Linked DNA regions of Anser cygnoides: region 1 is linked to region 2. Evidence: chromatin contacts called from public Hi-C data. All regions are on one chromosome and are shown on one strand. The core of a region is the stretch at or near the end of the contact, and the rest is flanking DNA. Distances in the headings are between cores, read along the strand shown.

Evidence for each region. Hi-C and Micro-C count contacts between places; a contact is called where the count stands out from the background.
Region 1: a contact with region 2 is called in a Hi-C map of liver, with 3 times the contacts expected there. The contact joins the promoter of IL4R here to the promoter of UBE2I in region 2. A contact is called at or near these places in 2 of 7 Hi-C or Micro-C datasets (both in liver).

The regions. Positions count from the first base shown.
Region 1 is chr15:282,404-285,103 of Taihu_goose_T2T_genome, forward strand. It overlaps IL4R (interleukin 4 receptor), which reads right to left and starts at 1,385. Exons shown (of 10, transcript XM_066977950.1): 1 at 1,146-1,385. It overlaps NSMCE1 (NSE1 homolog, SMC5-SMC6 complex component), which reads left to right and starts at 1,675. Exons shown (of 8, transcript XM_013196867.3): 1 at 1,675-1,881; 2 at 2,359-2,502. The coding sequence starts at 2,385.
Region 2 is chr15:143,643-146,342 of Taihu_goose_T2T_genome, forward strand. It overlaps UBE2I (ubiquitin conjugating enzyme E2 I), which reads right to left and starts at 1,337. Exons shown (of 7, transcript XM_048068085.2): 1 at 1,206-1,337. It overlaps LOC106046029 (a long non-coding RNA gene), which reads left to right and starts at 1,288. Exons shown (of 2, transcript XR_007164891.2): 1 at 1,288-1,754.

The DNA.
Region 1 (2,700 bases), core at 135-2,634, 140 kb after region 2:
ATTTGAAAAGAAGTTGGGGAATCATTTCTCATTATTGCTGCTTTTAATTATTTCTTTCTCCAAGTGACAATACAAAATGGCAGACCTGCAGGAACATAACTCACAATACCTACTCTTTGACACTCAATATGACTGTTAGAGGCAACCACACGATGAACACGCGTATCGAAAAAGAGTAGGTGCCTCAAAGTGGATTTTCAAAAGAACTTGGAAGTTGGAGTCCAGTATACTACATTGAGGAGGAGGTTTAGATGAACAGTTAGACTAGGCTCTCTTTAGAAAGCTTGAGATGACAGAAGACAGCAAAGGGCACAACAACACGTCATTCGAGCCTGTAATGAATGCAGTACTTTCTCATGACTTGATGAACTACAAATCATAGTTTGCAAGCAACTTCAGATATTTTCCCATTTATAACAGACAGAAACTACAGGGATCACCGAGACCGGACACCTTGACAAAAACGCCAGAGACAAAAGCGCCTAACGAGAATAGCTCACTCCCAGTCCTACATTTCTGAATCTCTGGTTCCAAGACTTCATCATGAATTGGTATTAAGCTCTCTCTGAACCCGTATACATTGGGAAAAGATTTTAAAGAATGAAACTTGAGATTCAGGAGCAGCTCATCCATCGGCTCAGAGCAAGCTTATTGGGACAGATTCTCAGATCGTAGGATACGTGTCCCGGCTAGCGTGGTTTCTGCTACAGTAAGAGCCCTTGTGCCTCCTGTAGCCATCGAGCAGGACTTCCAGCAGAAAGGAGTCTTCTAGGAGTTTTACCGGTTTTCCCCTGACGACCAGTCGCTTCAAAAGCGTTTGAATCAAGCGGTCTCAGTAAGAAGTATTCCTGCCAATGCCGGTTTTAACGACACGCGAACCGTAGCGGCTTTCCGGCCGGGCCCGCGGAGGAAGCGGCCGATGCCCCCCCCGCCCCGGGCCGCACCCCGCGGGCCCGGCCGGCTCCCGCGAGGCCCGCGGGACCAGGGCTCGCCCGGCGGCGGCGCGCCCGCTGCTTCCCGCCGCGCCCCCCGCAGCTCAGCGGCCGCTCGGCACCGGCCGGCCCGGCAGCGCGGACCGAGCCGCCGCTCGAGGCGACCCGCACGAGGCCAGCTCCCGCCGCGGCCGGGCCCGCCGCTGTACTTGCCTGGTCCGGCGCACGGCCGGGGCGGCGCGGCGCTCCCCGCGCCCGGCTGTCACTCCGCCGGCCCGGCGCCCTCCTCCCGCCCGCGGAGCCCTCCCCTGCGGCCGCCCCGCGGCGACGGCTGCCGGCCGCGTCCCGCCGCGTCCCGTCCCGTCCCGCCGCGTCGCGTCCCGCCGGCTGCGCTCGCCTCCGCAGCCTCCCGCTGCCCCCGCCGGCGCGGGCGGCGAGCACGCGCGGCAGCCCCGCGGGCAGGCAGAGCCCGGCCGGGCCGGGCCGGGCCGGCCTCCAGGCGGCCGCGGAACCGAGACGCGACACCGAGCGGCGCGGCCGGGGACTTCGGGAGGGCGGGGGCGCGGCCGCGCCCCACAGCGCCGGGCGGCGAAGCCCCGCCCCGCCCCGCCCTCCCTCTGCTGCCTGGCCCCTCCTCCGCCGGAGCCGCGGGAGCGCGTCCGCGCCGCACGTCGCCGCACGTCACCGCACGTCACCGCACGTCGCCGCACGTCACCGCACGTCGCCGCACGTCACCGTACGTCGCCGCGCGCCTCCGCCCGCCCGCGCACGGCCCGGGGCAGCCGCTGCCGAGCGGGTCGGTGGCAGGCGGCGGTGGCGGCGGTTGCGGAGCCGTCGGGCGGCCGTTGGGGAGCCCAGAGCCGCCCCCGGGGGTGACGCGGGGGACCCGAGTCCCGGCGCGGAGCAGCGTGCCGCGGGCCGGCCGGTTATTTGCTCTTCGGGATTGGAGGTTTCTGGAGGTTTTTGTCTTTGGCTGCGCGGTCGAGGAATTTCCCGAGATGATTTTACTTCTGGCGTTTTTCGGCACACGCAGAGGAGGGTTTTCTGTCCTAAGCGGGTTGCACTCTAACTAGACAAGGAGCTCGGATGAGTAGCAAACAAGCGCATCCAATACAAAGCTATGCGAGACGTCCTGCCGACTGTAGTGTGTAGCGCTGCTGATTGGGCCTGGGGCATGGCAGCGCAATGCCCGCGTCATTTTATTTGGTGGCTCAAAGCGTTAGGCAAAATTCATTGGACTTCTTTTGCATCTTTCTCTTAGGCTGCTGGAGTTAGGCACTGTCTGTTTGAAGAACAAGCTGAGCCATCAGCTTTTTTGCCCTGATACAATGGTAGAGAGTTGAACTGAAATCTTATTTATGCTTGGGGTGTATTATTTGTAATTTGCGTAAATATATGCATTAATTTCAGTGTCTGTGTCTTGCAGCATACGAAGACTGGTGGAAAGCTGCTATGGCAGCTCAGATGTCTGATGCTCATCGACGGTTCTTGCAGGTCCTGATGTCACACGGGATAATGGAAGGATCAGAGGCTAGGAAGTTACACAGGCGCTGCTGTGAAATCCATAAAGGTGTGTCTCTTTTGGAGAAAAAGTGGAGAGATGGAGATTTTTTTTTTTCTTCATTTGTGATTTACAAATAATTAGATTTCTGAATACCATACACCACCTAAAAAAAGTTAGAAAACAAAACAAACCAACAAAAACTTCAACAACGTGTTCTCTTTCTTTCCTGAAGTTAAAAGAACAGAACAAAACCCAACAACACAG
Region 2 (2,700 bases), core at 87-2,586:
TGACACATGACAAGTCCCTAAATAATGAAGAATACGTTCTTAGTTCTTATTCTATCCAAACAAACAAAAGCTATTAAGATTGCTAGCCTCTCACTTTCACTTTACCGACTGCACGCAGACACTGGAAGAAATCCCATATTGGAACAGTCTGCCCCCAAACCGGACACCCTTAACTTTTCAGAAGGGCCGAGGAAACCAAGGGATGAAGCTTAATCAACGCACGCCACCAGCTCTAGGCTGATACAGAAAATCTCCTCCTGCCTGCCGCAGGGAGAAAGGTAAAAGAGGCGGCACTAGTCCGAACGGCTACTAAAGGCGCAAGAACAACAAAAGGAGCCGCGCGGCAGGACGGCTCGGTAACAGCCCGGCCGGGGACTTCGCCCAGAGGAGCCGCGGCAGGGCCGAGCGGCGCCTGCCCCCACCGAGGGCCCCTGCTACCGCGAGCACAGGAGGCCAGGGCAGCGTCCGAGGCCTGCACGGGGCGCTCCGGAGCCCGCCCGCGGGCTCCCGGGCAAGCGGCTGTCGGGGCGGGGACCGCTCCGCGCGGGCCCGGCGGTGCCTGGAGCCCCCTCGCTGACCGCATCCCGGAGCGATCGAGAGCTCCCCGAGCGGGCCGCAGGGCAGCGGGGGACGCGGAGCTCGCAGCGATGCGCCGGCGGGCCCGGCCGCGCGGCCGCGCCACGAACCGCCAGGCCCGCACGCGCCGCGGCTGCCCGTCCGGCTGCGCCGAAGGCGGGGAGCGCCCGCCCAGGCCGCGCTCTCCCAGGGCCCGCGGCCGCCTCCGCGCCGCGCCAGGCCCCGCCGCCCCAGGCCCCTCGCCCGGCCAGGCCTCACCGTGATCGGCCGCGGCACCCGCGCGTGTCCCGGATCGAGGCAGCAGCGAGTGACCCGGATGTTCCCGACTCGGCTCCCCCCCTTTGTCTCTGGTCCGGAGTTTCCCTCCCTCTCTCCTCGGTGCGCAGCGCAGCGGCGAGGTTTGTCCCTCCGTCCGACCCGTCCGTGCCGCTGCGCCGGCGCGGTGTGACCCTGCCTGCGAGCCGTCCGCCGCGCCTTGCGCATCCTCGTGACACAGGACCCGGAGGTTACCGGAACAACGCCTGAGCGGGGAGGGCGGCGGGGAGAGCAGCGCGACTCTCTCAAGCCCTCTCTTCCTCGTGCCCCTCGGCTTCTACAAGCCCCCGTCGAGAAACTGAGCGGGTTTTTACCTCAGGCGCCGAGAGCCACCCGTGCCCTAAAACCGTCCGGTCTGGCGCAGGCGGCCCAGGCGGGTGTGGCAGGCTGCGCCCGCCCCGGGACGCGCTCGAGCCTGACACGGCCCCGCCCACTGTGCACGGCCGGGGCTCTGATTGGAGGATCGGGGAGCGGCCCCGGTGATGGGCAGGCCAAGAAACCTATGGGGGGAGCGGGGACGGGGCGGAGCTGCCCGCCGGCTGGAGCTGGCGCCGTGGCGTGGCTGCGTCTGGCCGGTGGGCGGGGCCGCCACCAGGGCGGCAGGGCCCGGCGGGGGTTTGCGGCGCCGCGCTCGCGCTGCTGCCGGCAGCCGTGCCCCGGGGACGGCCCCTCGGCTGCTGCGGCTCCTGGGCCCGTCGGGCGCTGGGAAGCGCAGACGCTGACCGTGACCGCTAGCGCAGCCTTGAGTCGCGTTTGTCCCGAATCTACTTTACCCGACTTTTAAGGGGCAGCACGCTTTGTGCTGCGTGGTTTGGCTTCCTTGATTGTTTGTTTCTAAGAACTCATTTTTGGTAGCTTGTCAGGTAAGAATCGCGTTCTGTCTTTGTCTGGCTTTTTTGTTAAATTTTGGTAAAGCTTAAGAAATTTCTGTCTTGAAACCTCCTCTTAGCCATGCCTCGCAGCGGTCTGCGTTTGGTAACATTTGTTGAGCTACGCGCATCCCATGCCGTACTTTAGGATCAAAATGGTTTCTCTTCTCGGGAACGCTAGAATTAAATAGTTCAGTGAATAAGTTCTTAGATTTGTATTGGTCCTACTCAAAATCTGTGCTGAGGTTAGGAACCTCGTTGCCCATCATCCCAGCTGGTGAATAGGCAGCTGCAAGAGCATTTTGTCTTAGACATATTAAAACTTCTGTTGGAAGAAGCCTGTTTCTTTGTAGCCCTGGGTGACTGGGATTCAGCGGCAGCTGGCATCTGAAGCTGGCAGAATTAATATAAACTTACTGGACACAGTTATTTATGCTTTGTTCTGCTTGGCTTTTAAAATTCTCACTTGAAATTTTGTTTGTTGTTGTTTTTGACATTTTGTAGCATTTCAGACATGCACACCATGTAGAGATTTACCTTGTCGTTGAGAAAATGAAAGGCTATAGCAGAGAGTTAGGCAATAATCTACTATTCATATTCATAATGTAGGGGACAAGATGTCATCAGTTTAAACTGCAGTGAGAAAAATGGGGATCAGGTGTTAAGAAAATGCTACTGACAAAGTTACTATGGAACTAGACTGCCTAATGGAAAGATGAGTGTGGAGTCTTCATCAGTTGGAGTTTTAAACGTAGGTTAAAATACGTGCTTAAAGTATATTTACTCCTGTGTTTAGCCAAGAGGATAAGCCAAGTAGTCTGTTACAGCCCTTCCAGGCTTTTTTTGTTTTGTTTTTCCTAAAAAGCTCATGCTCTCATTTATTTCATGTTTGACTCTACAGAAGGAATAAAGAAAGTGTGTGTTTCTGGTTTCCACCTTT